2 separate regions of the Mus musculus genome follow, and region 1 is linked to region 2. Evidence: chromatin contacts called from public Micro-C data. All regions are on one chromosome and are shown on one strand. Each heading gives the region's core, a stretch centred on a gene start, on an enhancer-like site or on the middle of the called end of the contact. The rest is flanking DNA. Distances are from core to core; before and after follow the strand shown. Region 1 overlaps D930020B18Rik (RIKEN cDNA D930020B18 gene). Region 2 holds the start of D930020B18Rik (RIKEN cDNA D930020B18 gene).

Evidence for each region. Hi-C and Micro-C count contacts between places; a contact is called where the count stands out from the background.
Region 1: a Micro-C map of embryonic stem cells shows a contact between it and region 2, with 2.2 times the contacts expected there. The contact joins the enhancer-like site here to the promoter of D930020B18Rik in region 2. A contact is called at or near these places in 3 of 39 promoter capture datasets (3T3-L1-derived adipocytes, the HPC-7 cell line and trophoblast stem cells), 1 of 15 datasets of contacts at CTCF or cohesin (pro-B cells), 42 of 484 Hi-C or Micro-C datasets (2-cell embryo, the AtT-20 cell line, the G1E-ER4 cell line and 22 more), 9 of 115 datasets of contacts at active chromatin or transcription factors (bone marrow-derived macrophages, embryonic forebrain, embryonic stem cells and 2 more) and 3 of 9 other capture datasets (adipose tissue, embryonic stem cells and pancreatic islet).

The regions. Positions count from the first base shown.
Region 1 is chr10:121,691,799-121,694,837 of GRCm38.p6, forward strand. D930020B18Rik (RIKEN cDNA D930020B18 gene) reads left to right here. Exons shown (of 13, transcript NM_177335.4): 13 at 561-2,116. The coding sequence ends at 687. Among named protein-coding and RNA genes, the nearest start is that of Gm35865, 12 kb to the right of the region's middle. Within about 2 kb of position 1,548, at least 29 of the 459 cell types and tissues checked have an H3K27ac peak or open chromatin away from gene starts, as enhancers often do. A contact at or near this core is called in adipose tissue, bone marrow-derived macrophages, embryonic stem cells and 2 more, where this site is marked.
Region 2 is chr10:121,640,077-121,643,035 of GRCm38.p6, forward strand. It overlaps D930020B18Rik (RIKEN cDNA D930020B18 gene), which reads left to right and starts at 1,625. Exons shown (of 13, transcript NM_177335.4): 1 at 1,625-1,993. The coding sequence starts at 1,742.

The DNA of each region.
Region 1 (3,039 bases), core at 298-2,797, 52 kb after region 2:
TCTGTTTTGGTTTGCCTGGGGCATGATCTAGGAATGGCAGTTTTAAAAAGCTACCCTCAGTGATTCTGGTCTTCGTTCTTTGATGCTACTCAAGGACGCGGATGAAGGTTGCCTATATCTTTATGGGAGATAAACCCTACTCTTTCCTCTTGCCTGATCGGACGGGTTATCTCATCTTGGTTCCCTTCTCCTTGCTGTGCAGTTTGAGGGCCCACCATCAGAGTCCTTAGCATAGATTTTGGTGAAGACAGCCCCATCCTGTCTTGGTCACCGCCTAGGTGGCAGATCCATTATTAATAATTCCTGTCTCAAAGAGAAAGGCTGGAGTGCATATGTGGTAAGGATTTTCTAAGTCCTGAGCTCGGGAGGTTGGAAGTCTGGACATGCTGAGTCCCCGTGGCTAAGGGTCCTCCACCCCCACTCCCACCCCGCCCCTCCCCCACCCCCACCCCTCCCCTCCCCCACCCTTCCATCGTTGTGCCGCGAATGTGAACATACTGGATGAGCCAGTGTGAAAGTTCTCGTTTTAACGGTGTTTTGTTTCTCTCTGTGACTTGCAGGTACTTTATTCACATGCCGGCCTTGGAGCAGAGGCTCCCAGGCTGCTACCCCATTACAGAGCCCACCACTCAGCTCTGTCATGAAGTTCTGCAGTTGATTGAGCAGAAACAGTGTGCAAAATGTTAGAGGAGGTTAGAAGTATAAAGTATCCACTGAAGTCACTATGGAAAACAGCCTTTTGATTTATGGACTATTTAGCTCCTTCCTTCTAAAGAGTCTAGTGAAGTGCTCATTAACACCGCTTTAAGAGCTCTTACTTTTTGGTTTCTGCTTTCTTGAGATAGGGTTTCTCTGTGTAGTCCTGGCTGTCCTGGAACTCCTTCTGTAGACCTTGAACTCACAGAGATCTGCCTGCCGCTGCCTCCGCCTCCCAAGCACTAGGAGTAAAATGTGTGTCCCCACGCCCAGTTCTGGGGTGGGGGTAGAGTCTTAATTTTTTTTTAAGTAGCTATGTCTGGGCTGAGAGCCTGCAACTCAGAGGCAGAGTCTCTACCTAGCATCTGTGAAGATGTGTGTTCAAGCTCTACCACAGGAAAAAAAAAAAAAAAACAAACAAAACCAAAAAACCCCAAACAAACAGTAACAAAACCAAAGCAAAACAACCCAGCCCCAAGCAACACAAACACTGGCTACATCTTTCTTCACTTATGGAAAGTGCCGTACCTCTCCAGAATGAAAGCTTTCTCAAAGCCATGAAAACAGTACTGAGCAAGCGCAGAATCTCAGAGCCTGCGTGTGCAGAACAGATCTCGTGGGTCTCCTTGGCGATTGGAGGGAGCCACTGGAACACCCGCAGCAAGATTGTCGTAGAAGTACAAAGTACACAGCCTTAGAGAAGTGCCCGGCGATGGCGTGTGGGTGATGGCGTGCGGCACTTTCTCCCCTACCCGGAAATATTTTAATGTCAAAAGTGTGCCTGCAGCAGTGGGCAGGAGGACACCACTGCAGCTGCACGGAATACTGAAGGAAAACAGGCAGGACTTCCTGTGGGGAAGCTCCGCAGTATGCTGCTCTGTTTCACGCCAGAGTGGGCCAGTCTGAACCAGCCTGTGGAGCCTCTCGCACTCATTTACAAAAGGTCACACTGAGTGGCTGTAAGTTAACTTAGACCCCAAACACTTTCTGGAGCTGTTGCGTTTGACTTTAAAAAACACCAGAAGTGGGCTTTCTGTATAACTTCCTACAGCCTGAGGAAGTAGGAGAGGAAAGTCTGCTTCCAAAGAAAGTGCACTCTGGGCGGCTTTGCCTGTGGTGCTCAATGGAACCACGGCTGGGGACTTTGTTGAGACTTAGTTTCGTGTCATAAATTTGTCCAGCAATATTTAAATTATTTTACAGTGATCATTTTTTAATATAATATTTATATGATTTTGACTGATTGCTCAATATATTTCTTAAATTTACTACTTCTATAGCTTTCTAAATATTTTATGTAAAAATAGAACCGTTCCAGCTGAGACTGTAGCTCAAATGGTAGGGCACTTGCCTAGCATGTAGGGAGGCCCCGGGTTCAGTGTCCAGCACCACAAAAAATAATAAAATAAAAACTGGCTTCTAGATATGAGACTTTGTGTTAAAAAAGGCATGCAGACACTTTTAGCTTCTCAAATTGCTACTCTGAGAGGCTGTAGGTGGCTAAGGAGGGAACCTTCTTACCCATGTTCCAGATGTGTGCACCTGCCCTGGGCAGCCTCAGCCGCCTCCTCGCCCTGCTGTGCTCCCACACGCCATTCTTACTGCGCCAGTAATGACTTGATTTGCCAGCATCCCAGGCAAGTTCTTATGTGCTGGTTTCGTTGTCAGTGCAGTGTTTAATAGAATCATTGTAAGATCTTTCAAAAGAAAAAAAATACCATAAAGGTAGTACTGAGTTTTCAACTTGAAAAACCTGGTATACTGTGACTCTCAAAATAATGTTTTGATACATTGATAAAAAATGTTTTGTTTGCAGATTATTTATAAATTACTAGTCTTATTTGTTTCCATGAGGTTTTTTTTTTTTTTCCTTTTATTGTGATTTTTTAAAAAGTCTTAAGTATTGAACTTTTGGGGGAAAAAAGTATAAGAATGAAACCTTCACCCAGAAACCTCGTTTCTAGTTCTGACTCAGGCATCTAACCAATTTACATTAAGCCACTTTCTAGGCCTTGCCTATTTCTTTCTGTAAGCTCACTAGCTTCTCCAAGCTCTCTAGTGTCCTCTGCCTGTAAACAACACTTTTGTTTATTAAAACGGGGTCTCACGGAACCCAGGGAGACTTGATCGCTCAGTGGCCAAGAATGGCTTTGAACTCCTTTTCCTCCTGCCTCTATCTCCCAAGTGCTGGCTTTGTATACAACACTCTTTTTTTCTTTTATGGTTATGTGTGGGTTTGTAGAGGCCAGAAGAGGGCGGCATTGGATACGTTAGAGCAGGAGCCATAGGGGTTTTCGCGCTACCCAGTGTAAGTTGCGCGCTACCGGGTGTAAGTGCTGGAAA
Region 2 (2,959 bases), core at 375-2,874:
CAACAGAGTGGAACATGGAGAACCTGGAAACCATGACACTGTCTTCTCTGTGAGTCGCCAAGCCTAGATGAGGTCATTAGTACCTCTGTCTTGTGCTTCATCCTAAGGTTTATTAAAGTTGGTGTCTTGGTCACCAAAAGCTAATTGTTTTTCAATGGGTGTTTAAGCACCCACAGCAAGTGCAACACCATTTCTGGAATGCTCCGGGCGTTCTGTTTGTCTTGGTCCCAGGAAGTGGGTATAAAACCAGAAACCCAGAGACAGAACAGTGAGTGGTCTGAAGTCACTTTCTACCTCTGATGTCACAGTTACTGTTATTTGTCACTGAGCTGCTGTGAGGGTAACTATCAGGCAGAGTTGAGGGTCCTTGCCTTTCTATTGGCTTAAAGTGGCAAAGGTCCTTTACCAGCAAAGCTTGTAACCATGGTGAGAGTCAATTTTTATCTATCGGCTGAGGAGTCAGACAGAGCAGATTCTGGGGACACTGAGTGCTAGGCCACACAGAATTTGAGATTCTGCCAGCAGGTGGCACTTCCTCCCCACTCCGAGCAATTACATGCTAAGAAAAGAAACAATGACTTACTCTTTCCCTGCTGTGGTGAGTTGTTCACCATATCTGGTTGTATACTGAGACACATCTATGCTCTTCTCCCATGATGAATTTGGAATTGTTTACAATATTCAGCTCATAATAGTAAAGTATGAAAAGGGAGACTATAAATCACCGTAAGGAACATCAGACTTTATTGAGGTCTGTTAGCAAATAGAGGAATAATATAGTTTCATTGTATCATCTCCATGAATTTACTTTTGAGACAGGGTTTTGCCGTGCATCCCAGAACTCACTAGATTAACAAAGGTAGACCTCCAGTTTATGGCTTGTCCTCAGGCCTGTCTCTGGAATCCTGGACCTACAAATGTGGGCCAGCTCCATCCTCGGGTCTTTCTATGAGTGGGAAGGGGGAGAAAGATGGGTTTTCCGGGGTTTGAAATAAAAATGGAAGCGCACACCTAGGGCAAGTTTCTATTGTGCTTCCTAGCACGCCAACCTAACATACAGCGTTATTCCTGGCCAGCTCGCAAACGTGAAGCAACCCCTTTATTGCTCTGCATCTCTAAGGTTACATAATCACATCCTTCAACCCATCGGCTTCCAGAGGGCCCTTCCACCTGGCATTCATTTTCCGCATCGTTCTAGGCATCGGGGACACAGACGCACGGCTTGTATGGCTTGAGTTACCAAAACAGTTTGTAAGGGTCTTTGGAGACTCCTGCCTCTAAGACAAAGCTTGAAAGTCACAGCAGGCAGTGTTATGGTAATTATAGGATTCTCAACTCCGCAAAATCCCATCGGTTTCAAGTTTCTCTTTAACAGGAAATCAGATTCAAACCGGCCTCCGTTATCAGTGGAGTTTTTAATGTGACCATGTGGCTCAGTAGCTGAAAAGGGGCCGTATTTCTTCCCAGACCCTTGAGTACTTCTCCTTGTCAATCAACACTTTAGTCTTGCTCCGCCCATCGCTGTGTAGGTGAGGACGAAGTTTAGGGGCGGGACCGGGCGGGGCAGGGGGCTCGGGGAACACGACTCCGGAGCTGGTTCCTGAAGCAAGGTCCGGCTCCGGGCACCGGGACGCGCTGGTGGCAGAGGCGGCAGGCGCGCGGCTTTGTGGCGCGCGCGGGTTCCACTGGGTGTCGTGGAGTCGCAGCCACCCAGGATACTCTGCCTGGTCGCGGGTGTCGCATGGCAAGCCCCGCGCGATCCGGCTTCCCCGGGCGCACGAACAGCCGTCTGGACGCGTTCTTGCGGCGGCACCTGCCTCCGGAGGTGTACGACGCGGTCCGCGCCTACGAGCCGTGCATCGTGGTGTCGGACGCCGAGAAGCACACGTTCAAGTACGTGGTGCTCAGCGACCGGCTCATCTACCTGACCGAGAACCCGCCCAAGTCCATCCGGCGGGTAGTGGCTTTGCGGGACGTCGTGGCCATTGACCTGGTGAGGATTGCGGGCGGGCAGGCTCCTTCCTAAACTCTCGCATCCCCCTCTGGCGCTGGAGAAAGGAGGAACACCTTCCCCATCCCGCCCCGGACTTCATCTCTTGTCAGTGAAAGCAGCTGCGTGGAAAAGCTGGGGTTTGATGTAGAATTTCAAATAAACAAGTTCTCCCGTTCTCCTCCTGAAAACCCTCTGCTCCCAAATTGGGCAACAGGTTTGACAACCAGTCTCGCTATAGTGACAAGCCTCTTGTTCATTAAGCACCTACTCCGTGCGGGTACCGTGCTGCACCTCTTCTGCAGGAACGGGAGACCACACCTGTGCAAGCCAGCGCCGCCACGCTTTGTTTACTTTCTTGCCGCTCATGTGTAGTCCACACGTGACTGGTCCAGAAAAAGTGCGTGAGCGAATAATTTGCGTGATGTGCACAGGATCCGTGCGTCTTTCAGGCTGGCCACTTAATTCAAACGGAGTGGGGAAGCTTCCTGGAAGGAGTGTCCTCAGGACTGAGTCTCAAGAGATACAGTCTTGCCCTGGGTTTTAGAGTAGCCACTGTTTCCCTCTCCTCTGGGAATAGATTGACTTTAAGACGCAGCAGCTGATTGGAGGCACAGCCTCCTCTCCTGTTTCTCCTTTTATTGATTGCCTCCAGGTCTCTTTGTCTGAGCTGCTTTCCAGGTGTTCCTAGTTCCTCTGGGACTTGTGTCTAGCCTTTACTCTCGCTTGCCTAAGTCTGTGTCCCCATGGGAGTAGTTGGCAAGGCTGTTGATGAAGCTGTTTTGCCCACAGAACAGTAACTTGGCTTTAACACATTTATAAGAAAATAATACAATTAAATAATTTTCTTTTTAAATTCTACTCAGATGTCGGCTGTGGCTACCTTTGTTTCTTTGAAACTTTTATTACACTTTTTATTTTGTGTGCACGTGTATATTTGTGAGTGTGTGTGTGCGTGTGTGTGTCATG